Regions from separate parts of the Muntiacus reevesi genome. Here region 1 is linked to region 2. A link is a contact called in public Hi-C data. All regions are on one chromosome and are shown on one strand. Each heading gives the region's core, a stretch centred on a gene start, on an enhancer-like site or on the middle of the called end of the contact. The rest is flanking DNA. Distances are from core to core; before and after follow the strand shown. Region 1 holds the start of CFAP68 (cilia and flagella associated protein 68). Region 2 holds the start of SDHD (succinate dehydrogenase complex subunit D).

What was found. A called contact is a pair of places that touch in the nucleus more often than the background predicts.
Region 1: a Hi-C map of muscle shows a contact between it and region 2, with 4 times the contacts expected there. The contact joins the promoter of CFAP68 here to the promoter of SDHD in region 2. A contact is called at or near these places in 2 of 3 Hi-C or Micro-C datasets (blood and muscle).

What each region holds. Positions count from the first base shown.
Region 1 is chr9:69,347,814-69,353,209 of mMunRee1.1, reverse strand. CFAP68 (cilia and flagella associated protein 68) reads left to right here and starts at 1,700. Exons shown (of 4, transcript XM_065944515.1): 1 at 1,700-2,047; 2 at 4,068-4,298; 3 at 5,009-5,075; 4 at 5,242-5,396. The coding sequence starts at 2,006. It overlaps FDXACB1 (ferredoxin-fold anticodon binding domain containing 1), which reads right to left and starts at 1,555. Exons shown (of 4, transcript XM_065944241.1): 1 at 1,372-1,555; 2 at 742-898. The coding sequence starts at 1,543.
Region 2 is chr9:69,185,682-69,191,219 of mMunRee1.1, reverse strand. SDHD (succinate dehydrogenase complex subunit D) reads left to right here and starts at 1,868. Exons shown (of 3, transcript XM_065944743.1): 1 at 1,868-2,011; 2 at 4,757-4,873. The coding sequence starts at 1,960. TIMM8B (translocase of inner mitochondrial membrane 8 homolog B) reads right to left here and starts at 1,839. Exons shown (of 2, transcript XM_065944744.1): 1 at 1,694-1,839; 2 at 1-222. The coding sequence starts at 1,777. The coding sequence ends at 55.

The DNA.
Region 1 (5,396 bases), core at 451-2,950, 160 kb before region 2:
CAAACATGCAAAAAAAGGAGCTGGAAGTAAGTAAGAATTTAAACTCAATGCTCAACTCGTAACTAATACTAGGGGCTGACCAGAAAGTTATCCAGCTTCACATTGCTATTGTTCACCTATATTTCATTGAAAAGTCAATGTCTATAAAATTCCTAGATGTGATTCAGTGATCAGGCTGTTCTTTCCCATTTAGAAAGCTGTCCGTTCCACTCCCCTCCTGCTTGTTAAAATTTTACTTGTACTTGAAAGACTAACTTAAAATACTGCCTCTGTGCAAAGTTTCATGATAACTATGTTTCATGTTTTGGTATAATAGTATAAAGCACTGTTTTAAGTTCACAATAATTGTATGAGGTAGTTATGTTAATATCTTCCGTTTACGGATGAGGAATCAAAAGCAAATTAGGATCAAGTAAACAATCACAAAACCCACAAAGCTCTTAAGTGGTGGGTGGGGATTTGAATGCAGATAGTTTGGCTCCTAAATTAGTTTATACTGGCTACTATCATTTTGCATTATCAAAAATAGGCGATCCTCCCTTTTAAGGCCCAATAGTACATGTTTGCACTTGTACTTAGCATTTAGGGTTAAACGTCTGCCTCTCCAACTAGACTGTGGGTTACTTTGGAGCAACACGTTCTCTTATATGTCCTATTTCCCACACTAACATGTCTGAGTGCAGGAACTATGCAATGTACATCTTAAAAACATTTCACTTGTGAGTGCTCAGCTCTCCTCACCTCCGGAAAAACTTGGCAAGCAGTTCCCTGTTCTTAGCTACTCCAGCTTTGCGCCCGCAGTGCGGAAAGTTAAAATAAATTAGATCAAATTCTCTGTCTTGCGGTTCAAAGGCATCTGCCAGGTGGGTGCAGTCCACACCGAAGCGTACCTCGTTACCTGGCACGAAATATAGACAGAAGGATGTGATAAAGCCATGTCACAAGAGAAAAACCCTCCCTAACACAAGGTGCAAAACAGCCCAAGTCCAGGCACACAGCAGGTTGTCTGTAAATGTCCATGGGAAGATGAAGTGAGTGTGTGCGAAGTCGCCTTGGTCCAGTCAGACTCTTTGAGACCTTATGGACTGTAGCCGGCCAGGCTCCACTGTCCAAGTGATTCTCCAGGCAAGGATACTGCAATAGGGTGCCATGCCCTTCTCCAGGGGATCTTCCCCACCCAGGGATCGAACCCTCATCTCGTTACGACTCTTGCATTGGCAGGCGGGTTCTTTACCACTAGAGCCACCTGGGAAGCCCCGTGGAAGACCAGGAGCAACGGCCAAGTTCCCTGAATCCCCAGTGTTCCCACCCTTTCCACTTTGGGGGGCGCCACAGCTGGGCGGGGCTTCGTAGAGGGCTGGGCTTCGCTACCTCGCTCGCGCAGGCGTTGTAGGTTCTCTTGGGCCACCAGATCCTGGGCCAGGTCCGCTGGGCGCTGGGGACAGGTGGCGGTTAGGCTGGTGTTTGGATCCAGGGTCTCACTCAAAGCGACGGCAAAAGAGAAATTCCCCTCCCCAACCAACAGGAGGCGCCGCGGGGCCATGGCCCCCACGTGCTCCCGTCTCAAGTTCTCCGAGGCGCTCTTTTTTTACGTCACTTCCTTCGCGAGTCTCTTGTGGCCCCACCTATTCACACGTAGCTGGTTGATGACGCGTAACAGCGTCTGGTTGTCTTGACAAACTGGGGTCGCGACGTCCCGAGTAGGAAAATAGCCATGAGAGCAAGAGCGAGACTCCGGCCACCCAGCTCCCTCACTCCCTCACCCCATCGGAAGTGTTAAATGCTTTTGAGCCCAAGGGCGGCCCTGAGCGACTTCGTCACACCTGCCTGAGGGTCTTGAGCAGTCACTAGCCTCGGGGGTGGGGGAGGGGTGGAGGGGGAACAGGTCGAAGGTGAAGTGAGTTCTGAGTGAAGGAAGCAGGGCCGGGCTGAGGCCAAGGAGAGATGGTGCTGTGTTCTGCATCCTGACTCAGAGGATTTTGTAACAGCCTTCATCTCATCCGACATGACTGCAACAGATTATCGTTGTTATTCGGAGTTTTTCCAGGTGCTTCTTTCCCCTACCTTTTATGCATTCAAAAAGTGTTGAGTGTCTGTTATGCCCCAGGCCTATGAAGGCTGTTCGATATATGGAGGAACAGGATGTGGCCTATGACTTCTCTGAGCTTGTAGTGTGGTGGAGGATGCACGACGAAAGAGACAATTCTGCTATAGTGAGATGCAGTACCATGAATGGAGTTATTCAGGTCGCTGAGGAGCACACTGAAGAGGACCCTTACCAAGTTTGGGGATGGAGTGGAAAGATTTCGTGGATGAAGTGCACCTGAGTTGAAAGCTCAGGGAAGTGGGGGCGGGGGGACTACACCTTACCTGAGTCAGGAGGACTGAAAAGGCAGAAGTAACAATAAATGCAAAAGCATGATGGAAAAACACAGTAGCTGAGTTTGACTGAAATGTAGTCTGAGGGAGAGTGCATAACAGATGAGACTGAAAAGCAGGGACCAGATCATGTAGGCATTTTTTACAGCCTGAACCTTACTCTGAAACCAGTGGCCAGCCACTGAAAGATTTTTAAGTAGGGAGATGACACAATTAGATTTTCATTTTCAAAAATTATGCTTTCCTATGGAGAAAGGATAGGAGAAGAGCAAGGTTGGTGGCAAGGAGTCCAGATAGAAGGCTACTGCAGTAATGGAGACTAGGGCTGATAGTGATCTGAATTGAAACTTGGTAGTGGAGATGGAGGGTAGTGCACTGATTCAAAAATCAACAAGACCTAGTGATTGAATAGATGTAAGGGAGTTGAAAGAGAAACCAAGAATCAAAGATAAGCCCCAGGTTTCAGGTTTGGACAACTAAGTGGGTGGGGATGTCTGTCCTTAACAGCCCCAGGGACACTGTCATCTTGATCTGCAGTCTGAGTCCTTGGCCTGTTGGACTTTGTGGGATCAACTGCTCTTAGTGGTCATGCTGTTTGTTGACATAAGTGCATGCATCTGTCTTCACAAAGGCCCATGACATGCGGGCAGTTACCTTTAAACTTACAGTGTTGGCTTTGTCTCTAGCTGTGGAAAGGTGGGTGGGTGATGACTACCAAATCATGGCCACCTGGTGATCTGGGTGATCTAAATTCTTTCTTTGCCTGGTGAACTGGGAAGGCCAGGTTTAGTGTCATCTCTTCTTTTAAAGAATATGGAATGTCAGAGTAAGGTTTGCTGTTACTCTGCTATAAAATCTTCAATCACAAGCTCCTCAACTTCAAAGTATTCATCTTCAGAGAAGGTATTGTCTTGCTCCTAAGCCAAGGAACCAGACTGAACTTTTAACCAAAATTAGAAATGGTTAGGCTTTTGATTCCTTATCCAAAAAGTTGAAATTCAGACATTGGTTATCTGATATGTGCAAATTACTATTGATTGGGAGGGTATACAGAGGGAGAGGGTGCAGTAATGAAAAAGTGACAGATCTTGTCCTCAAGGGATGCATAGTTCAGTGTAAAAGATTCCACACTTCCTTGAAGAACTCTAACATGTGGTATAAAGTTATGGATATATAGAAGTGTGAAGATAAAGTTCTCTGTGAGACAGTTGAAAGAAGTTAACTTGAGGTAAGGCATCATGAAAAGGGAACGCTGTATCCTAAGATGTGGCATTTGAGCTGGGCGGAAAGGAAGGAAACCATCATTTTGTTGATCATTGATCTATCGTATTATCTAGTTATCCAGCTCTCACTTCTCTCTCTTCTCTTCGATGATAGCAGTACTTATTCCTTACATTCTTACACCTCAAAATCACCAGAATATTTTCTAGTTATCCAATAGTATTAGGGTACTGAAGTTCTCTTACCTTTTGGGTGGGTGCATTTAATCTATTTAGTCATCTACTACTGCTGATTGAGAGGGTAGGTCAAAGAATTTATGAACTTGGAAGGAAACAGGACGATAACTATTAAACTGAGAGGAAAGTCTAGATCTTTAGAAGGTGTACTTATGCTTGGCCAAGAGAAAGGGATATGCTTTCTGCTCTCTGGTTTGTGCAACAAACTTTTCTATTGCCACCTTTTTCCAGAGACAGGTCCTTGCCTGTTTCCTTACAAACCCACACTATGGCAGCCTCATTAACGCAAATGGCCATGCTGAAGTATGGACGGATTGGAATGATATGTCCAAGTTTTTCCAGTATGGATGGAGATGCAACACTAATGAAGATGCCTATTCAAACCGTACCTTGATGGGCAACTGGAACCAGGAAAGATATGACATAAAGAATATCGTGCAGCCCAAACCCTTGCCTTCCCAGGTAATTGAACTTTCTCTTCTTTGTTTTCTTCTGTTAGCAAAAGAAATAGCAATGGCCATTTGAGAAACAGGAATCTGATAACTTCCAATGCTGAGATCTTTCAGGCTTCTGTTTAGTGAATGGTTATCCCACTTTACTATCAAGCTGAATATTATGTTATTGTAAGGCTTCCCAGGTGGCTTGGTGGTAAAGAATCCGCCTGCAAGACAGGAGATGCAGGTTCAGTCCCTGGGTCGGGAAGATCCCCTGGAGAAGGAAATGGCAACCCACTCCAGTATTCTTGCCTGGGAAACCCCACGGACAGGGGAACCTGGCGGGCTATAGTCCATTGGGTTACAAAGAGTTAGACATGACTTAGCCACTAAACAACCGCAAGGTAATAAAAGGATGAGCATCATGCTTTTTCTCTTGCTTTTCTTTGGACTTCATTAGTCTACAGAAATATTTATATAATGTCTTCTGATTCAGGTAAGTTTCTCCTCTGGTCCCTGCCAGCTAGATTTGCCATTTATCTTCATCTTGCCCTGAAATCTCCTAAACAAACATACACAGGATATAAAGATTGGTAGGATATAGGTTAATGACATGTATAAATCTCTAGTCAATCTAAAATATTATAGAGGCTGCTAGAATTTATGCCATTGTGTCCTTTATTTCCCAGCTTTGGCTATAGACACCTATATTTTTGAACTACTCCCTTTTCTTTCCAGTTTGGACACTACTTTGAAACAACATATGATACAAGCTACAACAACAGAAGGCCACTTTCAACCCATAGTAGGTGACCTATTCTTTTTAATTCTTATCACCTCAGAAGGAACACAAAGAAAACTTAAATGAGTGAATGATTTCTCTCTTTTCTCAGCTTTGACAGGTTTCCCTGCATATTCGCTCAGAAATAACAGAGATTACTTACTAAGACTCCTCTTTTTTCTTCCCTCAGGGTTTAAGCGAGAGCCTCACTGGTTCCCAGGACATCAACCTGAGCTGGTTCCTCCTCCATACAAGTGCACAGAAAAGTCAGTCTACATGAGTAGTTATTCAGAGCCTCAAATTGATCATCACTCTGTGTGTGTGTGGAATCCTAGCAACTGCCGG
Region 2 (5,538 bases), core at 619-3,118:
TTCAGTCTGCTTAGTAAGTCCTTTGCTGCTTGTGTCATTCTTCCAGGGGATGGCTTACTGCCCTCCTTTCTGTACAATCTGGGCAAACCGACTGGTGATAGCAAGAGTAGTGTCAATGAAGCGGTCCACACAGCTAGAGAGACAATTTTCAGTGCGAGAGTCTAAGCGATTTCCTGGCTTCTCCACACATTTATCCCAACATAGCTCCATGAAGTGATGCACCTAAGAGGAAAGAAAAAAAATAACTATTTGAGGTCTGCTGACAGGCTTTATCTCTGAATTTCCTTCCCATTTTTCTCACTTTCTGTCACCTGACTAAACTGTTCTTTGACTCTTTCCTCACTTCCTGATTTGTCACCAATACAGTCCAACTCCTCATTCCTACCCTGTAACAATACTTTCATCCTTTCCTTGTCTAGTTTTCTCCTCCTCAGTAACTGAAAAATAGGTACTTTTGATCAAGTCACCCCAGTGCTGGGCCTAATGCATGTTTCTTTGTCAGTCACTCAGGGCACTCCCTTATTTAACACCCAACCAATGTGTTTCAATGAGGTAGGTTCACACACAGCATACTTAACTTAGCCCTCAATACTCCTCCCTAAAGGTTTTTCCAGTTTATCATCACCTCCTTGACAGCACCATTATTTTCTGTGTCACGTCCTTAATCAGATTGTAAAAACTGCAGGCAGAATTGATACCTTCTTTATTTCCAAGCTAACACCAGTGTAAGCTGGGAAAGCTATGGTACCAATTAATTCCCCCAAACCACTGCACTCATCTCATTCTAAGCCTATTCCTTAGAAGTTCTTAAGTTGTTAACCTTTTGGGGGTCAGGGACATAAGTTGAGAATCCAATGAAGGTTATGGACCCATTCTACAGAAAAATGCTCACAGGAAATGTGTGTGCTTTCAAAATGTTCAGGTCCAAAGATTTCCAACCAGGGTTCTCGCCACTTATCTTCCGCGAGCCCTCCCCTTCCCACCAACTCCACTCCCGGCGGGGAGTAACCATTTACCAAGGGCTTAACTATTTCGGGAGGCTGGGGTCCTAAGTAGTACGTCAATTCTTTTTGAGGTCCTAAAGAATGTCACCTCCATTTAAGAGGCACGGTAAGTAAGAAGTCCAAAATCATGCAGTTAGTAAAGGTCAACGCCGGGGCTGGAACCATGCTCCGAAGCTCTTGTTCTAACCTGATAGTCTAGACTGACTACTTCAGGGCCCACTTTCATCCAATGATGCTCTACTACTCTATCGTTTTCAAATACATTATTGCATATGATCCTCGACATCCTGTGAGACAGCAGGCGACTGTGAAACCAAGACCTAACGGTGGATGGGTGTTGTGTTTAGGGGCACGTGGCCTGTAGGCGACAGAGCAGTATGAGAAGTTGGGTCCTCCCAATGCCAGCCTAGAGAGCTCGCCACCAAACTAGGCTTCCGTGCACTTGCGTCGCCCGAACCTTTTTGCTTCGCTTTACACCTTCTCTTTCCCCTACGCTAGGCTCACAGGGCACCTGAGCACTGCAGGTCACCAGCGGCAGAAGTGACTCGTTTCTTTAGTGAGCAGAACCACGCGCAGCAAGCACGGAGTGGCGGGCGGCCGGCCCGCGCCGCCAGCGTTCAGAGCTCCGCGAGTGCCCGGGACTTGTACTTCATCCTCCTTTCTCTTCACACTAGTCCCTGTCCCCGCACCTGTGCAGTGAACTGCGCTTTCTGCTGTTCGGCCGCCACCAGGCGTTGCAACTCGGCTTCGTCCGCCTCACCCAGCTCCGCCATCGTCTGTGTCCGGTTACCGACCTTCCGAAGAGTTATCTGCGCATGTGCGGCGGGTCCGCCGACCCCGACTTCCGGTTCACGCGGCGTTTTCCTTTTCCATGTTTTCTTCCCGTCATCGCGGGCGGATGTTGTCGTATGACTGCTTCCGGGTTGCTGGTTAACCTTGAACCTTCAGGAGCGACATGGCGACTCTCTGGAGGCTGAGTGTCCTTTGCGGCGCCAGAGAAGGGCGAGGTGAGGGCAGCCGGAGGTTCTTAGCACAGCCTCCAGCCGGGGGAAGGGATGCGGTTAGGATTCGTCTGCTGGGCGGTGAGACCTTTTGAACAGGGGGTCTCTCCTTTCCTTTGGCCACAGCTTGACCAGCGTTCTCTTCGGGTCCAGATGTCCACTCGAGTGCATGTTTCCCCTGCTCTGGGCTGACGTGGTGATGGGGTAGTTTGAAAGTTATAGTCCTGCTGCGGCTGTGTTCACAGTTGTCTTTTTCTCCGCATTCCCTGTCTTTGGAATGTTCCCACCCTGAATCAGGAAAGAGTGTCAGTGCCTAAGCCCCAATTTACCTATTGGTCGTTTCCCTTGGAGTTCAGTTCGCTAATCATTTAAGGGGGCATTTGTGTTATACAAGGTACTGTAGTATGATGGGTTAAAAATGTGAGAAAGCGTAGTTCCAACCCTTAAAGAGTTTCCATTTTTACAGGAAAAACTCATATAAGCATAATATGACATGAAGCAGAAACTGCAGCACAGTATCTAAGTTGTATGCCAGTCCAGAGGACTATACTAGCTCTGTGTTTTGGAAGGATTATCCTGTCTCACTTCCTGAAGGAGCTGTACCTGATTGAGTCTTGAGGGTAAGGAAGCCCACAGGAAGAAGGGCATTACAGTTAGAGCTAGTGGGATGAGCAGACGCAATGATGAAAGGCATAGAAACTGCTTTTTGTGAGAGAAAACAAATCGGATATTAGAACATGAAGCTCAAGGTGAGGAATGAGTTGGTTTTGGAAAAGTGAACTGAAGTCAAATCTCAGAAAAATTTGTCTTGATGTGGAATATGCATTTTTCTTTGTGTGAAGGGGAGCCGGTGAAAGATTTGACATAGATTTGCAGTTAGATTTACCACCTTGGTAACTGGGTGATTTATTGATGGCCATTATGGGAGACGGGACAAGCTAAGACCTAAGTTAGGAGGTGAATTGAGACACTTATTGTAGTAGTCTAGGCAGGTATGGTGAGCTCCTTAACTTGGAAAGTAATACGTAAGAGAAGATTGCCTCAAGAAATGCTAAGGAGTTATATTAGTATGGTTTGGTATTTGGCTGAATTTAGAAGGGAAGTCTTACATGATTTCCAGATTTCTGGCTTAGGTTGAAGAGTGACTGGGGTATCATTAAATAAAATGAGGAACATGCAAATGAGAGGCAAGTCTGAATGAGAAATCAAGTTGAACGGTGATTTTAGTTTTTGCCATAGTGAGTTTGAGGACCAGGTGTGGTAACTCAGGGGAGAGAGCTTGCAGGTACTCAAACTTCCAGAATTCTGGCGAGAGATCAGGCCTGGTGGTACAGAGTTGAGTGTCACCAACCTAAAGGCTCTAAAAGTTGAGTGGACAAAATGTCTAGGGGTGGGTCTAGGCAGCAAGGAGAGCAAAGGGCAGATGATAGACTCCTGGGTGAGCATTTAAGAGCAGATGCAGGAGGAGACTGATATATAATGATCAGAGAATCAAAGGGAGAAGCTGAAGAGAGTTCTGTCAGAGAAAAGAAGGGAGAAGCGGCCACCAGTGCCTCATGGTGCAGAAAGGCCCAGTAAGATGAAGACTGTTGGATGTGGCCACATGAGAACATTGGTGATTCATGAAGGCAGCTTTGGTGGGGATGAGGACAAGTTGCAGGCCTCGAAGAATTTTAGGGAAGTGAGGAAGTCAACGTGATTTAGACAACACTTTAAAGAAGCATGTTTAGAAAGAGAAGAAAGGAGGGGAGGACTGCATGGGCATTATAGGACATAGGATGAAGGGAGGGGTTAAGTATATTACATCAGTTGAGGGAAAATGGTCAGTAGGAAGAAAGGAGGGGTTAAAGATACAGGAGAGAAATTATCTTTTATTGAGTGTTTATAACATTGTGGGACTTAGGCTGAACATCTTACATATATTATTTAATTTTCAGCAGAGTATTATGAAGTAAGTACCAATGTTTTCATTTTACAAATGAGGACATTGAGGCTTGGAGAGCCTATTTAACTTAATTGCCCATTATCTCATGGCCGGTATTGATAGGCTTGGGTGTTCTTAGGTCTGCCTAGTTTTCAATCAAGAGACAAGATCTATAAGAGGACAGAAAGGGATGAGTTCAAGAGTGCAAGCACAGAAATTGATCTTGAAAAAGAAAGTGGTATTTCCCAAGCTAGGCTGAATTACTTGAAGACAAAGACTTTGTCTTTATCTCTCTTGCTGTTGTGCAGAGCATAATTTTGTGTGTAGTAAAATTTTGTTGGATGAGTAGATGAATGAGAGGATAAAAGAGCCATAATTAATTTTTAAGAATTGGTCCGAGTGAAGCCCTTTTTGCAGAAGTGCTCGTTGATTTATCAGTCTTTCCATGGCTGCTTAGTCTAGTCTCACAGCAAGCCAGTGAAGTAGATGCTGTCCACATTTTACAGATTAGATGGTTATTCCCTCTTTGGGGTTAAGTAGCTTACCTATGGGTCTTCCTTGGTGGCTCAGTGGTAAAGAATTGGCCTGCAATGCAGGAGACCTGGGTTCGATCCCTGGGTTGGCAAGATCCCTTGGAGGAGGGCATGGCAATGAGAATCCCATGGACAGAGGAGTCTGGCAGGCTGCATGCAGTCCATAGGGTCACACGGAGTCAGACATAACTGAAGCAGCTGAGCAGCAGCAGCAGCTTATCTCTGGTCATTTAGAAAGTCTCAATCCCATTACAGGGAAGGTGGTTATGATTCCCTTGATGTCTCTTTCCTCAGCTCTGTTCCTCCGAACCCCAGTGGTCAGACCAGCTCTTGTCTCAGCATTTCTCCAGGACCAACCTGCCCAAGGATGGTGTGGAACACAGCATATTCACCTGTCACCCAGCCACCATGGTATGTGCCTCTTTGTCTGGGCCGATTATCATGCCTTTGGCAGGGCTTGCTCTCTGAGGGGAACTCTTGTGTCCAGCTCTGTCGAGTGAAGACCTAGTCTACACTTTTGGGCATACAATGCTAACATGGTTGAATGATGCCATTTCCACTTATACAGAACCTTCTGGACTAAGTCTTTAAAAAAATTTTTTAAGTTTCTTAAAAGAAAATAGCTCTGTAGGGGGAATTTGTTCAATGTAGTTTAGTTACCTTTATTTTTTGGAGAGGAGCCAGATCCAAATAATTTAGAATAGCAGACAATTTAAAAAAATCTTACATATTTATAGCTATAATAATGTGCTTGTTTTTATTTAGGTTGCTATTAAAATCATGTTATTTCTTGGATGAATACTATTTAGATATTATTAAGTCTTAGAAAATCCGTGAGTGAGTAATGAGGTAACTATTTTCATTTTTAAAGTCTGGAAACATCAGTATTTTATAGAGATAAAGACATTTGGTTCTTAAGTCTGTCACTTGAAACCCACATCTGAGTTATGAATAATTATGCAAGTATAGTTTTTCTGCTATTTAGAATTATTTTATCTTTGAAAAGATTTTGTTGATGAACTTTGCTTTGTTCAGTTAGATTTAGTAGAGCGATTTTAACTTGTGGTGCATGGGAC